Regions from separate parts of the Cricetulus griseus genome. Here region 2 is linked to region 1. Evidence: chromatin contacts called from public Micro-C data. All regions are on one chromosome and are shown on one strand. The core of a region is the stretch at or near the end of the contact, and the rest is flanking DNA. Distances in the headings are between cores, read along the strand shown. Region 1 overlaps Dtl (denticleless protein homolog). Region 2 holds the start of Nenf (neudesin).

The links. Hi-C and Micro-C count contacts between places; a contact is called where the count stands out from the background.
Region 2: a Micro-C map of the CHO-K1 cell line shows a contact between it and region 1, with 3 times the contacts expected there. The contact joins the promoter of Nenf here to the enhancer-like site in region 1. A contact is called at or near these places in 4 of 8 Hi-C or Micro-C datasets (the CHL-YN cell line, the CHO-K1 cell line and fibroblasts).

Annotation. Positions count from the first base shown.
Region 1 is chr5:3,534,280-3,540,899 of CriGri-PICRH-1.0, reverse strand. Dtl (denticleless protein homolog) reads left to right here. Exons shown (of 15, transcript XM_027416523.2): 11 at 1,311-1,423; 12 at 5,517-5,606. Among named protein-coding and RNA genes, the nearest start is that of Dtl, 21 kb to the left of the region's middle. Within about 2 kb of position 4,644, at least 1 of the 6 cell types and tissues checked has open chromatin away from gene starts, as enhancers often do. A contact at or near this core is called in the CHO-K1 cell line, where this site is marked.
Region 2 is chr5:3,717,439-3,724,711 of CriGri-PICRH-1.0, reverse strand. Nenf (neudesin) reads right to left here and starts at 4,001. Exons shown (of 4, transcript XM_027418685.2): 1 at 3,596-4,001. The coding sequence starts at 3,769. It overlaps LOC118238822 (a long non-coding RNA gene), which reads right to left. Exons shown (of 2, transcript XR_004770037.1): 2 at 6,833-7,273.

The sequences.
Region 1 (6,620 bases), core at 3,395-5,894:
AAGGAGCCTCTTTATTATGTAGGTCTTTATCATACAGGGTTTTTTGTTTTTGTTTTTCACGGGGTTTCTCTGTGTAGCTTTGGAGTCTGTCCTGGCTCTTGGTAGACCAGGCTGGCCTCAAACTCAGAGATTGCCTGCCTCTGCCTCCCGAGTGCTGTGATTAAAGCTGTGAGCCACCACCACTGAGTGTCCTAGTGAGTTTATAATATATCTAAATTGATTTGTGCTGAACTTTACTTTTATTTATAGTAAAAATCTCTGATACAGAGAATTTTAGAATAAATTAAGTATTTTATTTAAGTGTATATGGGTGTTGTGTCTTGCATGTATGCTACAGAGTTCTAGACAATTATGAGTCTAGATGTGGGTGAACTCTAGTCCTCTGGAAGAGTAGCCAGTGCTCTTAACTCTGAGCCGTCTCTGCAAAACCTTATTTTGTTTTTGTTTTTCTTTAAAAGTGTTTTTTTCCAGTCTATTTAGAAAATAGACTAGATTTCTGTGAGCATTTAACCAAAACCTACTGCCACCTCCTTCCCTCTGTGAAGCATTCAAATGTTATATTCCCCCCACACACACCCCCAGTCTTGTCTTTAGATTCTCTGCCTGAGCTTTCTCCTTTAAATTTTCTGTAGTGTTCTGATGCCGGCAATCTCATGAGCACGTTGTACAAGATAGGATTACTTGCTCTTTCTCCATGAATAGTGAGGAACCTAACCCAAACTGAGTGGCTTACACATGAACATGCATTGTGCCCCTCTAGGTCCATCTATCATTCAGCCAGTTAAGAGTTGGATTTTTAAAAAAGGAGAAAAAAAGCTCTGAATCTCAGCCAGAATTCAAATGACTCTTCACTGATTCTTATCTTTTCAGACAGCAAATGCTTGGAGTTTTATTCTGTTTAAAGTACTAAGGTCTAGAAAGAAGGGAGATGTACCCTCAAGTTCACAGTCAGTGGAGAAATAAGATCAGTATGTTTATCAATGGAGAAAATCCTCCTACAGGATAAGGATATGGGCACAGTCTGCATTTACTGTAGGATACATTCAGCATTCTTTCTCATGATATTGTCATGTGACACTTGTCCAGTCCCATACCAAATAGTCTGTGTTGAATTGACTATATAGATTGGGTCTAACACAGCCTCATTTTTAGATTGTGATTTGTTCTGTTTTTAGCACCTAGCTCCCTATTATTTGATAGCAAGTTGAAGTGGAGATAATGCTTGTGATTCATGTGTGTGAGTATCATTTGCATTTGTTGGGATATTGGAAATGATAAGAGCCAAATAATTTGGTTTTCTTCTCTGGCAGTGGCTGTCTTCAATGGACACCAGAACTCTACCTTTTATGTGAAATCAAGTCTTAGTCCAGATGACCAGTTTTTAATCAGTGGTTCAAGTGATGAAGCTGCCTACATTTGGAAGGTAAGGTGTCAACTCCCCACAGATAGAAGGCTTTTGTCCAGTATGAGGTGTGCTTAGTACAAGCACACACTGCTATCTTTACCTACTTTTTTTATCCTTGGAGTGTTTAAACTGTTTCTACGTGTATTGCTAGTTACAAATGCTAGTTAAAATTTTGGATTTCAAAGTTTTGTTCTTTGTGTTTTCTGTGTCTTCTTTCCTTACTGTCTTACGACTTTTATTTCTCTACTTTAATTCCCAACTTAGTTACAGGATTTTACTCATTCCACAAATCTTGTTATTTGTGGTTTCTCTCTTGAAAGAAAACACCAACTGAAATTTTACGCATACCAGATAACATAATAGAATGGCTAGTTTCATAAAGTATATATACATGACTATATATGTAACTAAATATATACATATGAATCTTCTTGTCAATTCTTAAAGTTGCTGTAGCATAGGATCCTTTTAAAATTTTATATTTGGTAAATGAGAATTGAGGGGTTACCCACTAGGTACTTGGTGTTTCTAGCCCATTCTTAGAGATTTCATCTGTGGCCACCACATCTATGGGTGACCTAATGGAATTCCCAGGCTTGGTTCCATGTCACCACCGAATGACGTGGTTTAGACAGGATGTTCTCCTGCCCCTCCGCACATAGCTCGGTGTGCAGGCCCTGATATTTGAGATCTTGGCCAGCTTACTGCTCCTAAAATTGAATTTGCCCAGTGAGATGGCATAATTTCTCTTTTTCCATTATTAAAAGAGGAGTTTAAAATGGGATTTCATGTAAGCTGAGTGTCCAGACAGCTGAGGTGTCTTCTTAACCTGCTTCATCTCTAACGGGTTAGATTAGGCTCTCATAGTGAATCTGTTCTTTACTAACAAAAAAGTTTTTTATGTTCTGGCAAAAGAGAATGGCCTTTTGTAGGATCCTCATGGCATGAAGACCCAAAATTCTAAAAAATAGAAACATTGAACATTGTGCTTTTTAATTTCCTACCCCGTGTCCACCCGTACTTCCCCCCTCCCCTTTCCCCTGTCAGTTTCTGATACAGCCACTGAATAGTATTGAAGTGTCTATAAATAAACTGATTTGGCACGACCATTCTGCCGCTGACTGGCGGAACCCCTAGCCTGACACTTTAGGAAGTGTTAATGATCTCATGGCAAAAATAAAGATTAGATCTGGTTTCCAATTGGGCAGAGTGGGAGATCTTGTGAGAAAAGTGCTGGTGGGTTCTGTGTGCTGAAGTACTCAAAGTGCTTTGTGAGGTCTAAAGGCTAGAGCCGTTTACTTCATTCACCAGGTGCCTCATAATTTTAACTTTTGGATTCCCGTGTTTTAAACATTCTACAAAAAGTAGAATATGTGAAAGAGGACAGTTTTCTGTTTAGGTTTTTTTTTTTTTTAATTTTAAAAAGTTTCCTTCCTACTCAATGAAAGCTTTTTAAGAATTAAGTAATTATGGTAATTTTTTATAATAAATTGAAATGGAATGAAAATGAATTCAAAACCATCTGGGTTTTATGAGGAAAAAATTTGTCTTATTTAAAGTAGTCAAAAAGTAAGTAGTCTACCTAAGATAGTCCTGAGCTGTTAAAGCTCTTGTCACCAAAAGTTGGCTCTGTCCCTTCTCCTTTTTATTAAAATAGAATCTAGGGGTCGGGTATAGTTGTTCGTACCTGTAATTACAGCACCTAGGAATTAGACACAAGAGGATTTCGGGTTTGAGGTGAGCCTGGGCAGGGCAAGCCTGTGTTTACAAGAAAATAGAAAGCTGTATTTAAGAGTTAAGAGTGTGGTGCCGTGGTTAGAGGGCTTGCTTAGCATGAGGGACACCCTGCACTTGATTCCTCAACATCACCAAATAGTTTAAAGTATACAATTCAGTATGATCACTGTTGTGCCATCTTTTCCACTATCTAATTCTTGAATGTCACACCAGGAGGGGAACCCTCATTATCCTGAAACAGTCTGTTCATTGCATTCCCCTAACAATTGCCACATTGTATATTCTTCCTCTCTGAGACATTTCATGTAAATAGTATCACATAATATATGACATTTTGTGTCTGACCTTAGTATATTATCCAGGTTTCGGCTTGTTACACAGTACTTCATCATTCCAAATGCTTAAGAATGTTCTATTTTATAGGCAAACCATATTTTATCTGCTTATCAGTTGATGGTCATTTTAGATGTTCAGAATTTTTTACTCTATTATTAAAAGTCTGCTGTCACCAATTTGTGTGTTTTTGCTTGAGCATATTTTCTACTCTCTGAGGAGGTATATACCGGAGAATAGAGTTGGTAGATCATATGATGCTTAATTGCATGTCTTTTTTTTTTTTTTTTTTTTTTTCTTTTGAGGTATCTTTATGTAAAGTGCCTGATTTATGAATTCAGTGAATAAATGCTGACTGTATGGCTTAATATTGCTTCTTTACCATCTAAAAGTTTTACAGGGGTCTTTTTCTTTGCAGCCCTATAGAAAAGTGCAGAACTGGGTGTGTTTCTGTTAGCAGATACTTGGTTTTTCCTAAGACTTTAATATTTTCTATATTCAGTTAGGTTGTCCTAGATACTGTGATATGGAAACTGAGAATGGATGGGGTCGAGGATGGCAGGAAGAAGTAATGTTTACCAGAGATGTTCACAGGGATGTGAGGATTTCCTCTCCCTTTAATCTGTTTGAGTCTTTTTTTTTATTATTAAGATTTTATTATGTATACAACATTCTGCTTCCATGTATATCTGCACACCAGAAGAGGGCACCAGATCTCATAACAGATGGTTGTGAGCCACCATGTGGTTGCTGGGAATTGAACTCAGGACCTCTGGAAGAGCAGTCGGTGCTCTTAACCTCTGAGCCATCTCTCCAGCCCCCTGTTTGAGTCTTGAGTAAAGAGAAACTTAATGGACTAGGGTCATCACAAACAGGAATGTGGCACAGTAAGAAACTATCTTTTAAAGCCCTTTCTAAAGTGTAGTTGTCTTTGAAAGAATGACTTGCAGTCTGTGGCATTGTAGAACTAGGCAATATCATGTATGTAGATTGGAGGCTGCCTTACCTGTTAATACATCAAACTTTCAGGGCAAACTAAACTCTGCCCTTTGTTTTTGTCATTTTAATCATTGCACACTTGCCAGGTAGCAGAGATAAGAGTAGCAATGATCGAGCTAGATAACCCCATGAGTCAGTGTTGAGTCTCAGCTGTAATTTGGGGAATCTGTTCAGCTGGCTTAGTCAGTGTCAGAAATATTCTTTCTAAAGTTGCTTTCACTTCATACAAATGATCCATGATTCAGAGTCTTGAGAAAATAGGGAATGTGTTCTCCAAGCTCCTTGCTCTTCAAATACATGTACTAAGAATAGCAGTGTGAGCTTGCACTCCTTATTGCACTGGCGTTCCTGTGTGCTGTAGAGGTGTTGATAGCTCTGTAATGAACTGTCTGTACAGTGCTATCAAGTGCCTATCACTGGAGACATCTAATGATGGAAAAATAGAATTCCTAGTGATGTGCACAGGGTTTCACAGTCTGACCTCAGTACATTAAAGATCTATTAAAATGTGGTGAGATTACTTGAAATTTTAAGTTGTCCTTCAAAGTAACCGAAAAGTTTGAATGAAAAAGTATAAATTATAGCTATGTCTGTATTCACATTGAAGGTTATCAAATTCAAAATGAAAGGATGATACTTTGGATTTTAGTCGTAGTCAGTGTGTTTTGCTGGGGGTGGGGGTGGGGCGCTGTCCTTATTCTAAAAGACCTGGTGGCCCTTTTCAGCTACCTTCAGGGTTCAGTTAATTTAATATTCTTGAAGTGGCTGATTATAGAAGATCTGGACGTGTCCATAGTGTAAAAACAGTACTGGAAGAAGAGAGCCCAGAAAGCTCAGTGACTGAGGGACAGTGCCAGCATGGCACTTCAGTTGGAGTAGGAGCTGTGTCTTGTGTTCGGGCTCATAGTCTTGACTGTGACTGTTGAATTAGACAGCTCTACCTTTGTTGACAACCCTAAAGACCTGAGACATTGGTAAGGAGACTCCAGACCTCTGTGGGGACTAACACTGTTGTGCTATTTCTTCTCTCTGGTTTGGCTAGGTTTCTATGCCCTGGCACCCTCCTACTGTGCTCCTGGGTCATTCTCAAGAGGTCACATCTGTGTGCTGGTGTCCATCGGACTTCACCAAGGTTTGTGGACGGTCTCCATAACTGGTTTTAAAAAGTGGATTCTAGATTTGTACATTTTCCCAAGGTTTATTTGGAAATAACAGAGTTTTATATTTAGACATTTAGAAGAATCCAGGATGTGTATTACACACACACACACACACACACACACACACACACACACACACACACACACACACACACATCCCTTCCCCCCAATTATTATATACAAAGGAGTAAAGCTGGATTTATAGTTCACTAACTAGAATGAAATTTTGAACTGAAGATTCAACTTAAAATCTGAAGTGAAGGTCTAGAGAGGTGGCTAGCTTAAAGAGGATGTGTGTTTGGTTGCTAGCACCCACATCAACTTGAGGTGGCTCATGGCTGCCCATACATAACTCCAGCTCCAGGGGAACCAGTACACCCGTCCTTCATGTGTGCCTGCTCTCACAGGCTCAGGTGTGCCCGCACACACATGCAAGAACTAAATCTAGGATGAAAACATAACAGGTGTCTGGGGAGAAGGCTCTGTGGGTAAGAGTACTTGCTATACAATCATGAGGACCTAAATTCAAATGTCGAGCACCAATTTAAGCTAGGGTAGCTACACATATCTATAACCGTGTCTCTGAAGTTAGAGAGGGGCACGCCAGGAGCCTGATGACCAGCCAGACTGCCCAGCTGCAGTGGGTGTGAGCTTCTGGTCTGGTTGGAGTCCCTGGCTCAGGAAATCAGGAGGAGACTTATAGAAGAGACCCAAGTCTTCCTCTGGCTTCTGTGTACCCATGTTACCCCACTCACATAAAACCCTCCGAAGCTCAGAGCACTAAATGAAAGTGTGAAGAGTCAAGGAAATTATCTAACAAAATGGAAATTCAATAGAGAAAAATGAAAAAGTAAGTTGGAAGCTAGTTTTTGTGCTTTTTACATATTACCGATGTACATTAACAGTAACATCTGACTATTTGCCACAATCTGTCTTCCTGCCCTGCCCTAGTCTCCCCGTGCTAGGGTTACAGAGGGTTACAGATG
Region 2 (7,273 bases), core at 2,752-5,251, 180 kb before region 1:
ACCTTTAATCCCAGCATTCAAGAGGCAGAGGCAGAGGCAAAGGCAGGCAGATCTCTGAGTTTGAGGCCAGCCTGGTCTACAGAGTGAGTTTCTGGCCAGCCAGAGTAGGCTGGCTGTTTTGTCAACTTGACATAAGCTAAAGACATTTTGGAAGAGGAAACCGCAAATGAAAAATATCCATGTAAGACTGGCCTATAGGCTAGTTTGTGGTTCATTTTCTTGGTTGATGTGGGAAGGACCAGCTCACTGTGGGCAGTGCCACCCCTGGGCTGGTGGTGCTGGGTGCAATAAGAAAGCAGGCACAAGCGTGAGGAGTGAGCCATTGGGCAGCACCCCACCTCCCAGTGGCTTCTGCTTCAGTCCCTGGCCCCAGGTTCCCGCTCTACTTGAGTTTCTGCCATGACCACCTTCAGTGAATGGAATATGACCCAAAAGTGTAACATGAAATAAACCCTTTCCTCCCAAGTTGCCTTTGGTCATGGTCATGATGCTGCATCACAGCAACAGAAACTGTAAGGCACAGGGCTAAACAGTGAGACCTTGTCTCAAAATGCAATTCCACATTGTTCACAGAAACTTTGAAGTTAAAACTGGAAGGAGTCTAGAAGATGCTTGAACACTTTCCCTACGGGTGAGGCCGTTAGTTGTGCATATGTGCAGAGGTGTGTGTGTGTGTGTGTGTGTGTGTGTGTGTGTTGAGAAACTGCCTGCTATGTAACCTAGGCTAGCCTTGAACTCAGTTCTCCTGAGGCCCTGCTGAGTAAGGCTGTTTGGACCCAAGGAGGTTAAATGATAGAGTGACTCAGAGGGGAAGGCAGGACGGACCACAAGTGGAGCTTTGGAACACAAGGTTCCTCCCGCCCTCTCTCATGACCACCAGAGGGCATCCTTAGCCCAGAGAGAACTTGCCGGGATGTAGGGGAGAGTAGGGGCTCACAGTTGGTGCTCCAGGAGAGCATATGCATGGCAGGAGGGACAAGCTTTCCCTTCCCTGTTCTTCACCTGGGTCATACAGTGACCTCACCATCTGGTCTTTCTGCCTGTCTCTGGCCAAACTGAGGTCAATGGCAAGGCCTCATAGCTCCAGTGCAGGGGCCATGGAAGTGCTGGGCAGAGAGCAAGGAAGTAGAGTCTGGGCACAGCTGGCAGGCGGGCTTAGCCATTGGCCTGAGCTCTTGTGCCTCACCACCCTCTGGGCCCAGGCCAGGGCTGAGCCAGACCAGCTCCTCAGCACCCCTCTGTGGAAAAGAGGGAACCTGCTATGGGTGGGTTTTTTCAGAGAAAACTCTGCCCTCCTGGGGTGAGGCCATGTTCTTCTAACCTCAGGCAGCACCCATGACGTATCTGTGGGTCACAGAACAGGGATTTGTCAACGGACTAAAAGGGATAGGAGAAAATAGTGGAAAGGCAAAGAAAACAGAAGTGTCCAGGTCTAAGATTTTCCTTCAACATTCTCGTTAACTTTCATACAATCTAATAAGGCTGGCAGCAGCTGACACTGCTCAAGGGTCGCTGTGCCAAGCACTTTGTGTGTCCCCAGCTCTTTCATCATCACAAAATGCCTGTGACGGGGAGGAGCTCACTGTAACCGTGTGATGAGTTTTACACAGCCACCCAGAAGTGCTACCAACCAAAGTTTATCAGTACTCAGCCAGGTGATGCAGAGACGCCATCTGCAGGCAGGTGACTTTACATAAAGTCACCACAGATAATCTGCATGGATGTGGCCAGCCCCAACCCACCAAAAGGCCATGAGGGTCCCTGAAGAAAAAGGAACCCCACCTGGGCGGGCATAGTGGTACCTGCCTTAAGATCTCTAGGAGTTCTCCGGGCACCCGGTCTACATAGTGAGTCCAGGATAGCTAGAATTACATAGTGAGACAACACTATGTCTCAACAACCCCTCCGAGGGCGGGAGGGAGGGAGGGAAGGAAGGAAGGAAAGAGAGGGGAGGCAGAACCACCTGCTGGAGAATTCCAGCCTCCTTCCTGGTCCAGCCTGGCGAGTTAGCCAGCCCCACCATCTACAAACTGTTGTAATAACATCTCCCCCTCTCTCTGGTGCCAACACAGTAAGTTGAAATTATGGCAGCTGTGAGACTTAGTAACTTGGCTCAAATCACAAAGCACAGCAGGAATGCAAGCCAGGTACCATCCAAAGGTTTCAGGTTTTGAGTGACCAAATAATACATCGCATTATTATTATGCTGTGGTGGGGGCTACTGGTAATTTCTCAGGATCCAAAACTTAGACCAGAGCTGTTTCCGGCACGCTCAGCCCTACTATTCTTCCCAGGGTACTCTTAGGATTCTGCCCCAAGTTATGCCTCTCTACCCTAAGTTTCAATCCCCAATATGATTAATATAAAAACTAGGGTCTTTCTCAGCCCTTGGCCTGCAGTCTCTGGGTCTGCCTTTCCTTGGAGTGTGTGCTGGGGGTGGGGCCAAGATACAGATGAATGCAAAGAACTCTGCAGAGGGCCATACTCCCAGGTTCTTTGCACCATCTCTTCCCCTTGAATTCGCTCTTTCCCGCAGCAGCAAGTGATGAGGAGCCAGTCACCCACTAGAAACCGTGGGTTCTTCCCCAGCTATTCTGGATGCTCCCATGCAGAGCGATCCACAGAAACCATACTGCACACCCAGTGCAGGCAGCCAGACACCCCCATCCGTTAGGGAGGAATGGAACGCCTCAGTAGGTTGCTAAGCTGTTTTCTGCACACATCTGCACCAAGAGCTCCCTCCGGCTCTCCCTTAGCACCAGTCACACCCCCGGACACACACACACATCATGTCCGTGTGTCCTCGCGGACCCATGTGTCTAAACGAGTGGCTCTCAACCTTCCCAACGCTGTGAGCTTTAATCCCCAACCATAAAATCATCATGACTGTCACGTGGCTACTGTTATGAATCATAATGCAACTATCTGTGTTTTCAGATGGTCTTAGGGGATCCCTGTGAAAGAATCGTTTGATCCAAAGGGGTCGTGACGCACGGGTTGAGAACCGCTGGCCTAAGCAGTCACTCATAAGGATATGCTTTGGAGTGACCCTTGTATATCTGGTCTATGGAAGGCCGGCTAACACACAGGAGAGGCCAGAGAGATTCAGCAAAGCAACACCAGTCCCTCCCTCCTGAACCACCGCGCACTTCAGTTTCCCCATGGGTAGAGGCAGGGGATTCATTCCTAGAAAGCACTGCAATGCCATGGGTGTGTGTGTGTGTGTAGGCGTTGCTTCCCCCTCTGTATTCATCCCCCGCGGACCCAGACACTAAATGGGGTTAGATGGATAGGTTTCAGAAAGCCTGGGACAGCCGGGGCAGGAAGAGAGGGCTGGGAAGGCCGGGATCATGCTGGCTCGCCCCAGCACCCCTGTCCCAGGGAGCGCGCGCTGGCTGGCCTCTCCACAAACGCAGGCCCTGTGGCCCTAGAAAGGTCTGAGGTCTGTGCTCAAAGCCACGGCGACAAGGCGGAGCGAGGGAAGTGTGGGGTGTGGCGTGAGGGCAACGCTCGGCCTCCACCAAGGGCCTCGCGTGGGGCCCCTGCCACGGGCTGGGGCCCGGGGACAGCAGCCGGCCCAGGCCGGGCCGCCTACCTCCTCGCCGCTGTAGCGGGCCAGCTCCTCCTCCGTGAAGAGCCGCACCGGGGGCCCGCGCTCCACGGGGCGCGGCGTGTGCCCAGCGCGGGCCGAGGGCACCAGGGTCAGAGCCAGCACCAGGGCGAGCGCCGCCAGCGGCCGCAGCCGCCACCCGGGCGCCGGGCACGCCATAGACCGCGAGGAGCGGGCGGGAGGACGGCGGGGCGGGGCGGAGCACCGTCGGCACCATGGGAGGAGCTCTGTAGGACACGGCCCAGCTTATTAACCGGCTTCTCTCTCGCCTCCTTTCTCTGAGACTTAGTACTACTATGTAGCCTATAATGTTCTTGAACTGGCGGTGATCCTCCTGCCTCAGCCTTCAGAAAACTGGAATTACAGGCAAGTGGCACCAAGCCCAGCTAACTTCCTTCCTTCCTTCCTTCCTTCCTTCCTTCCTTCCTTCCTTCCTCCCTCCCTCCTCCCTCCCTCTCTCCTCCCCCTCCCTCCCTCCCTCCCTTCCTTCTTCCTTCCAGGTTTTCACTCTAGTTTGTGTCTGCAGCAAGGCTACTCTTGCAGGAAGCCTCCTACCCTGGCTGTTTTATAGGACTGTGCTGCAACAAACACAATTGTGGCCTTGAAGAGGCTCTTCAGGCCAAACATAACTTGACAACATCGGCCCTACAGCACTCTGTCTGGCTGCTCCAGCCCCTTCTTCTGCAGGCCTATGTGCCAGGACCCTCTTGAAATCAAACGATCCTTCCTGGGATTTCTGATGACCACACCTAGCTGCCAACTTCCCAGAGACACTAAGGATCATTTTATAACTGATTAACATATCCACCAGGCACACTAGCATCTACCTGAACCCAGATTCTCCAGGTACCTCAAGTGCTCTCTGCTACTCAAACCCAGACTCATTTTTTTAAAAAACACTTGGAAGCAATAGTTATCTGTAGAGAAAATAGAAACTGAGGCTGGAGAGATGGCTCAGTGGTTAAGAACACTTGCTGTTATTCTAGAAGACCTGGGCTCAATTCCCAGCACTTACATGGCAGCTCACAACCGTCAGTAACTCCAGTCCCAGGGCTCTGATACCCTTTCTGACCTCTCTGAGCAACTGGCCCTTTCCCTTTCCTGGACCTGCCAATCTCAGACAGCACATCCTCTGGACTGAATTCAATGGAAATGCTGCTCTAAATACTTCCTGATAAATCATTTATCCCCTCATCCCCAGGATACAATTCCTTACCAATATCTCAGCAATGCCTTAGGGTTCCTTATTCCATGGTCAAGTTGGCAGACAAATTTAACCGTCACAAACAGGTAGTAATAGTGTCAGATTACCCATCAGGTAACTGAGGTCCAGGCAGGTTAAAGTAACTACCAAGACCACAGGAGTGGTCAGAACAGAACCAAGACTTGGGCATCTGGGTGCCCGGTTCCAGTTTTTGCTATTGGCCCTCTGGTGTCTCTGGGTGGAGTTTGAGTGGAGAAGTGGCATACAAGCCGAGGGCTCGGACAGCAGGCAGTGACAGGTTCATGTGCGTTTGGGAGTGGGGTCTGCTTCCTATGGCCACTGCACTGAAGGACCACAAACTGGATGATTTGTAGATGCATCCAATTTTTTGCCATTGTGACATAATGTTGTCATCTACAAAGCTCATGTTTGAGAACTGTCCAATCAAATTACAAAAAAAAAAAACCAATCAAATATTTTAACTAAGTTGGTGATTTTGTATTGGACTGGGTCCATAGCTGTCCCCAGGCACACATGGCCCAGGGATGGCATGGAGACCTGCAGCCATCATGTGAGTAACTGGACCCACTTTGGCTTGCTGGGCTATGTCACTTCAGGCTGCTTCTGTCGTCACATGGTATCCTCCTGTCTGGTCTTCATATCACTGTCTGTGGTGGTTTGAACTAGAACGCCTCCCATAGGCTCATATATTTGAATGCTTTGTCCCTAGTTGTTGGAACTGTTTGGAAAGGGTTAAGATGTGTGACTTTGTTGGAGGAGAGATGTGTCACTGGGGGTGGCTTTGAGGTTTCAAAGGATTTATGGAATTCTCAGAGTTTTCTCTCTGCCTCATGGTTGCAGATCAAACAAGATGTGGGCCTTACTCCACACTCATGGACTCTAACCTCTGAAACTGAAAGCAAATTAAATGCTTCCATTTATAAGCTGCCTTGCTCGTGGTGTTGTATCACAGCAATGGGAAAGTAAGAAGGCAACTTCCATCTTTTCATAGGGACACAGGTCCATTTGGAGAGGGCCTATCCCATGCCACTTAAGTCCCATTAAATCTTCAATGACCCTATTTCCAACGAAGTCACATTCTGAAGTACGGATGAACATTTTTTGAAGGGATAAAAACTCATTCAAGACTCTAGGACAGAGAGAGTAATTGAAGCCATGAGACAGGGCCCCAGGGAACCAGAGGAAAGGAGCTAGAGAAGGTTGTTTTAAGGAGTCACCTTGTGGAGCTAGGGGGAGGAGCCAGAGCACAAGACTGGGAAAGAAGGTATCAGCTGGGGTCCATGAAGCCTGGCGGGAAAGCATGTCGAGATTGGGGTCCAGTGCTGCAGGGAGGACAGGCACAAGAAGCCTGGGGGGGCAGTGAGATGGCTCAGAGGTACAGTGCTTGCCTTGCAAGCCTTACTGAGTTCATGCCCTGGAACCTGTATAAAGGTGGAAGGAGGGAACAGACTACAAAAAGTTGTATTCTGACCTCCGTGTACCCACCGTGGCATGTACACACACAAACCACAATCTCTCACATGCTTGCTAATAATAGACCAAGCAATCAGGAAGAGACATGTGGTGTCACAAAACAGAGACGCACTCTTTTGAAGCATGACTGCTCAGGAGGGTGGGAGAAGAGGCCTTGGGGACATCAAGGGCTGCAAACCCCATTTTTATGGCCTCTCCGCACTCACACAACAAAGCCACAGGAATGAGAGAGCTGGGTATCTTAGTCACTTCAGGATCCAGTGTGGGCATGGCACTTTGTACGAGTTAAACTGGGTTGACCATTGCATTAGTCTGTATTGACTCCAAATGTACCATTGGTCCAGTATGGCTGGGGTAGATTGATCTGGTTCCTTTGGGCTATAAAATCCAATGTGTGACACATTCCATCAGCTAACCTTTGATCCATACAGTAAGAAATTTAATTAATTGCTTGTATTTTTCTTTGGTAAATGTCTTACCTAGGGTTTCTATTGTTATGATAAAATACCATGACTAAAGGCAACTTGGGGAGAAAGGGGTTTATTTCACCTTACAGCTTTTAAATCCTTCATTCAGGGAAGTCGGGGCAGGAGCTGAAGCAGAGGTCATGGGAGAACAATGCTTACTGGCTTGCTTTCTCAGACAACCCAGGACCACCAACCCAGGGTAGCACTGCCCAAATGAACTGGGCCCTCCCCCATCTATCATCAGTCAAGAAAATGCATCCCAGGCCAGTCTGGTGGGACAAGGTTTTCATTTGAAGTTCCCTCCTCCAAAATGACTCCAGCTTGTGTCAAGTTAACACAAAACTAACCAGCACAGTGAGCTCTAATTAAGTGAGATGGCTGAGCTAGTATTCTATTAATAAACTTAACCAACATTTGTTGAGCACCTACACTGTCTTAGGTGCTATACAAACTGTCTATAGCTGCTTCTCAGGCTTTGGCTATGATCAAATGTGTATT